Linked DNA regions of Oryctolagus cuniculus: region 2 is linked to region 1. Evidence: chromatin contacts called from public Micro-C data. All regions are on one chromosome and are shown on one strand. Each heading gives the region's core, a stretch centred on a gene start, on an enhancer-like site or on the middle of the called end of the contact. The rest is flanking DNA. Distances are from core to core; before and after follow the strand shown.

Region 1 (3,129 bases), core at 110-2,609:
TCTGGCCGGGATGGGCCCTGGCTGTTCTGAACCAGCGGTGGCGGTGTCTCCGAGACCCGGGTCGGGCAGGAAGGGAGCGGGGGGGTCTCCGTGCCTGCACCCCCACATCCTGTGCACCCGCAGATTTACTTCTGGGAGGCCGAGCGGCGGAACCTCACAGAGCGGGTGAAGACGCTCTTCCTGGCTGAGAACAGCATCAAACTCAAGAATCTCACTGGCTACACGGCCTACATGGTCAGCGTGGCGGCCTTCAACGCCGCAGGGGACGGGCCGCAGAGCGCCCCCGCCCGCGGCCAGACCCAGCAGGCAGGTGAGGCGGGGGCACCGGGGGCGGCCGAGGGCAGAGGGCGGCCCGGGCTCGGGAGGGGTGGAGGCAGCTGCTTGGTCCCCAGGAGACGTCTCGGAGAGGAGGAAGGCAAGGCCTCGCCCACCCCACCCGCCTCTCCTCCCGCGCTGGCTGCGTTCAGCCCGCGTGTTTCTGTTGAGGGTTTTCTGGGAGCCCTGCGCAGTAGGGGCAGATGATAAACAGCAGGACAGCGGGTGGCTTTCGCTGGGTTTGCCCACAAAGACCTCACCAAGACGATGATTTCGGAGCTGGGGTTTGAATGAGGAGAGAGGCTGGATATGGAAAGTTCTAGAAGGAGGTGGGGACTGTTCTGGGCACACAGGGACCAGCAGGTGCAAACGCCTGGAGGCTGGAAGAGATCGGGGACCAGAGAGAAAGCCGGTGGGCTTTCAAGGAAGTGGGACAAGAGTCAGGTCACCAAGGGTCTGGGGGCCTGGGGTTGGGTTAATCTAAGGTGGGACAGGAAGCTGTCGAGGGGCTGAGTGATGGAGTGACAGGATCTGGTTTGTGCTTTGGAAAAAAAAAACCACTCTGGCTGCTAGGCAGAAGGCAGACCATGGACGGGAGAGGGTGGAGGCAGGGAGGCCAGGTGGGAGACAGGACAGGAAGGCGGGCAGAGGAGGGGGACCCAAGCTCCAGAGAAACCCTTGGCTCCCACACTGGCCAGGGTCCAGCTGGGCTGGGTTGCGCTTGAGTTTTCGGCCTGTCCCAAGCACACTGCGTCAGTGTCTGTGGCCGGATGTGAGCCCCTGGGAGTCTGGAAGCTTCTGTCACCGTGACAACAGGACAACGTGTTCTGTCCCACGTCCCCTCCAGCCCAGGGGAGGCAGGAAAGGCCCCCTGAGCTCACCTCCCTGCTTCAAAGTCAGCTGACCCTGCCCCCAGAGCTGGAGCCGGAAGCGGGTCTGGATCAGCTGTGGCTCAGCGGGGGGAGGCAGCAGTGGGCAAAAATAGCCCGGCCACCCCCCCAGGGGGGAGTCAGCTCCAGAGACCACGCAGGGGGCTGCTTCCTTTCCCTCCCCTCGGTCCTCCCCCACGAGGGTCCCCCGCCCCGGTGCGTGCAGGCTTCTGGGCCGGAGCAAGCATCCCCCCCCCCCCCCGGAGGCGCTGGCTGCCATTGGCTGTGGCTCCTCCTAGAGGCGGGCTGTGTCTGGGGACAAGCCCAGGGCTGCAGGAGAGGCCACATCCGGGACCTCCCTCCCCTGCAGCTCCCGAGCCCTCTTCAGCACCCACCTGATGTTCTGAGGCCCACACACTCCCTACCTTCTCCTCCAGGGGAACCAAGGGACAAGCCCCGACAAAGCCAGGAAATGGCCTTGACCCAGGGTGACCCTGTGAGTGTAAAGACTTGTCCCACGCTCGCAGCCAGGGCTCAGGGCCACTGGGCAGGAAGAAGTCTGAATTCTGCAGCTTTGGGGAAAAATAAAGTTTGCTTCTCTCCCAGTTCCAGGGACTCTGGTACTGGCAAGCTGAGTGCCGGCGGGGGGCGGGGGCGGGGGGACGGGGACCCCATGACCTCTTCCTGCAGGAAAATCTGCTCTCTTGTTTGTTCTGGGCCTAGACCCAAACCCTCCTGCCGGCTCCCTGGAGCACCACGCGAGGCTTTGTGAGAGGCAAACACAACACCTCTGCTGTCTCTGCAGCCCCCAGCGCTCCCAGCTCGGTCAGGTTCAGCGAGCTGACCACCACCTCGGTGAACGTGTCCTGGGAGGCCCCGCAGTTTCCCAACGGCATCCTGGAGGGCTACAGGCTGGTGTACGAGCCCTGCACCCCCGTGGACGGTGAGTGGGGCCCTCCCTCCCCCACCCGGCTCCTTTCGGGGCCACATCGCAGTCGCTGCCCGGGGAATCTCGTAACAGCGAGAGTTGTCCCTCCTTGAAAACGGGGAGGCAGAGACCAGGCTGAGAAGGGGCGTTCTCTTTCTTTTGTTTAAGATATTTATTGATTTATTTATTTGAAAGACAGTTACAGAGAGAGGGAGAGAGAGAGGGAGATCTTCCATCCGCTGGTACACTCCCCAAGTGGCCACAGTGGTAAGGGCCGAAGCCAGGAGCTTCTTCCGGGTCTCCTACGTGGGTGTGAGGCCCAAGCACTTGGCTCATCCTCTACTGCTTTCCCCGGCGCGTTAGCAGGGAGCTGGCTTGGAAGTGGAGCAGCTGGGACTCGAACCGGTGCCCATTTGGGATGCCGGCGCTGCAGGCTTTGGCCTACCCCGCTGGCCATAACACTGCCAAGCGGGAGTGTTTTCTAGGCGAAACCACAGCAAGGCGGGGGGCAAGGCTGGGGCAGAACAGGGCAGGCGTTTGAACCAGATTCCTCTCCTCGGGTCGATGAAGTGGGAGAAGCAGAGGAAAAATCAGGGCAAAGCACGAGAGGGCTTCAGAACGTTCATGGGGATCCCGTTATCTTTCTGAAAAGATGAATTTATTTATGTGAAAGAGTAACAGAGAGAGAGAGAGGGAGAGATCACCCATCTGCGAGCTTGCACCCCAAATGCCCACAACAGCCAGGGCTGGGCCAGGCCAAGACCAGGAGCCAGGAGCTCCATCCGGGTCTCCCACGTGGATGCAGGGGCCCAAGCACTTGGGCCATCTTCTACTGCTTTCCCAGGCCACAGCAGAGAGCTGGATTGGAAGAGGAGCAGCCAGGACTCGAACCAGTGCTCCTGTGTGAGATGCTGGCATGCAAGTGGCAGTTTGACCCACTCCACCACAACACCGTCCCCCCACCCCCATTTTTCCCACAGACTTTTGAAGTGCCCCATAGACCCAAGACAGAAAGAC
Region 2 (2,870 bases), core at 176-2,675, 42 kb after region 1:
GGGGCTCCCAGCAAAACTGCCTTCCCCACCTTACAGGCGGGGTTACTGGGGGCAGAGCTGGACTCCTAAGCCAGAGGAGCCTGCAAACCTCTTCCCAACCCACCTGCTCCTGAGATCTGCGCCAGCTCCTCTCCCAGTCCAGGACAAAACGACGACAGCCTAGTCGATTTGCAGGCTACTCTTACCCCACCCCCACCCCCACCCCCGCCAAGCTTATTTATGTATTGAAAGGAAGAGAAAGCTCTTCCCGTTTGCTGGTTCACTCCCCAAATGACTGCAGCGGCCAGGTCTGGGCTGGGCTGAAACCAGGAGCCAGAAACTCCATCCAGGTTTCCGACACAGGGCAGGGGCCCCACGCATACAGACCATCTTAGCTGCCTTGCCGGGTTGCACTAGCAGAGAGCTGGGTAAGACTGAAGAATCCGGGACCGGATGCCAGTGGCGCCTTATCCGGCCATGCCACAACTCGGGCCCCTCCTAAAGCCCCTTCTCACCTAACACCCACCCATCTTCATAACCTCCGGATGAGAGAGGGTCCGTGCTCCCCGGACACAGGAGAGACAGGTGTGGAGCCCGGGGTTTGGGAAGGCAGGTGGGGGGGCTCCCAGGGGTGTCCGGGTTCCGGGCTTCTCTGAACCCCACTTCCCAGTCCAAGCGCCTTCATTTCCCGTTTGATCTTCATTGCAGGATGCAGTGGCCACACGTCCAGACCTCAAGGTAGAGGGGTGGCAGTTTAGGGGGCTGAGGGCAGCACCGGCCCCGCACACCTGCACCCTGCACCTTTAATGCCAGGGAACTCTGGCTTGGTGCTGGGCTCACTCCTTTTGTTGGCTGTACCACCGCCGGCATCTATTTACTTTGGTGATGCCCTTTAGACAGCGGAAACCATCACAAGAACAGTGGCTACTTTGTGGTTTACTTGGGGCAAAGCGGCCTCAGCGGGTCCTGCTTGGGCCAGCAGGGCGGCCAGGGACAGCCACTGCCTAGCCCGCGTCCCGCCTCGGGTCGCTTGCGGTAGACGCAGGGAGGGACCCTATAAACCTGGCGGCGCCAGCCCTCCCGCTGGGTCTCCTGTGGGTCCCGCGGGTCACGGCCCCCCGTGGGGGGGGGGGAGTGGGCGGGCATCTTGCTTTGGGGGGTCGGTGTGGGCAACGGGGCAGAGCCTTAAAGGGACCTCGCACCAAGCCCGCAGAGGCGCCCCCGACCCAGAGGCAGCCGGGCGGGCGGAGGGGGTGCGGTTCACCGCCAGCCAAGGTTGCCCTTACACGAAGCTCGCAGAGTCTCCGGCTTCAGATTTGAACGGGGGAGGCCGAGCGGCTGGGCTGAGGCTCCCCGCGGCCATTGGCTGCGGCGGCGCCGTGACATCAGCGCGGAGGGCGCGGGAGGGAGCGCGCGGGAGGAGCCTGCGAGGGGAGTGTCCGAGCGGCTCCGGCCCGGACTGCCCGAGGCCGAGAGGGAAACCAGCTCCGGCGCTGACATGGGCCGCCAGCCCGGCCGCCGCGCCGAGCCCACGGACGGGACAGCGCAGCCGCGCCGGCCCCGCGCTCGGGTCTCCGGGAACCGAGGTAGGCGACGCGCGCCCGCCCTGGCCGCCGAGCCGCCTGCGCCCTGCGAGGCGCGGGTGGGCTCGAGCCCCCCGGGGGCCCGAGAGGACTGAGAAAGCCGGGAGTGAGGGGTCGTGGGGCGGGGAGAGGGGCGTGGGGCACCCCCACTCCGCTCCGGGGCGGCTCGGGTGCCTGGAACCGGGCGCCGCGCTCCGTGCGTCCCAGCAGAGCGGGATTTGGGGAGCGGCGTGCGGCAGAGCGGGGCGCGGCGTCGCCGGCCCTGGGCGTTGCTCGGGGCCCCGTGGCGCGCCCCCGGCCCAGGAATGGGGCGTGCGGCGGTGTGGGCAGGAGCGCGGCGGCGGCGGCGGGCGGCCTCTCCGAGGGGGGCGTGTGCGCCCGGAGTCCCGCGAATGAGAGCCGGATCGTGGCCGTAGTGGCAGAGGCGGGCGCGCACGCCCCCGCTCGTACACGCGCCGAGGCACACGCCGCCCAGTGTCGCCCGGCCGCGGACAAGGCAGCCGCGGCGCTGCCTGGGAGGGAACGGCCCGGGGAACCGACGCTCCCCGCCCCCCGCCCGCGAGCCCGGCCCTCCCGCGCCGGGCGCCCGCCCCGCCCGCCTCCCTCGCCAGACTCGGAGGCCAAGGCCGGGAGAGGCCCAGGCTCCTGCCGGCGGGGCGGGGCGCGCCGAGTCTGTGGCCCCTTTGGAGCCCGCGCGCCGGCTGCGGCGCCCGGAGCGAGGCGCCCCCGGCGTGGTCTCGGGCTCCGAGCGGCCGGTGAATCATTTAACCACCACCCGCTCGGGCCGGCCCCCTCCCTGGAGCGCCCCCAGCCGGAGCTGCGGAACTGCCCGGTGCCCCCGGTGCGCCCGCCTGAGCCGCCCTGCCTGCCGGGTGAGTGTGCCCCTCTGCCTGGGCCGGAGAGCCGGGCGGGAAGCAGGGGCAGCGCGGGCGTCCCGGGGGAGGACTGCGTGCGTGCGTGTGTGTGTGTGTGTGTGCGTGTGTCACCGTGCGCGACCCCCGTGGGGGAGGGGTGTGCCCTCCTAACTGCCGGAGGAGACGCCGGGTGCTTTCCTTTCCTCGTCGCTGGGGACTTGTCCCTTCTGCCTCCGCCCGTGCGATCTGGTCCGCTCCCACCCCCCTCCCGGGGGTCCACGGTGCCCGCTCTCGGCCCAGGTCCCGAGCTGCCGCATTGGGAAAGGATCCTTGGACAGGCCCTCCTATGGAGGGGTAGGGGTGCTGGAGGGACCCCCAGTGGGGTCCGGCCGGGTGCAGGCGCCCTCATCCCGCCAGTGTAAACAACCAGGGCCTCCGACCAGGCAACTTCTCG

Evidence for each region. A called contact is a pair of places that touch in the nucleus more often than the background predicts.
Region 2: a contact with region 1 is called in a Micro-C map of ear pinna, with 3 times the contacts expected there. The contact joins the promoter of CDC42EP4 here to the enhancer-like site in region 1. A contact is called at or near these places in 2 of 6 Hi-C or Micro-C datasets (ear pinna and an unstated tissue).

Annotation. Positions count from the first base shown.
Region 1 is chr17:6,667,227-6,670,355 of mOryCun1.1, forward strand. SDK2 (sidekick cell adhesion molecule 2) reads left to right here. Exons shown (of 44, transcript XM_070060373.1): 36 at 124-310; 37 at 1,990-2,127. It overlaps LOC138846025 (a long non-coding RNA gene), which reads right to left. Exons shown (of 2, transcript XR_011383372.1): 2 at 2,266-2,756. Among named protein-coding and RNA genes, the nearest start is that of CDC42EP4, 42 kb to the right of the region's middle. Within about 2 kb of position 1,360, at least 3 of the 8 cell types and tissues checked have an H3K27ac peak or open chromatin away from gene starts, as enhancers often do. A contact at or near this core is called in ear pinna, where this site is marked.
Region 2 is chr17:6,709,089-6,711,958 of mOryCun1.1, forward strand. It overlaps CDC42EP4 (CDC42 effector protein 4), which reads left to right and starts at 1,426. Exons shown (of 2, transcript XM_051825914.2): 1 at 1,426-1,565.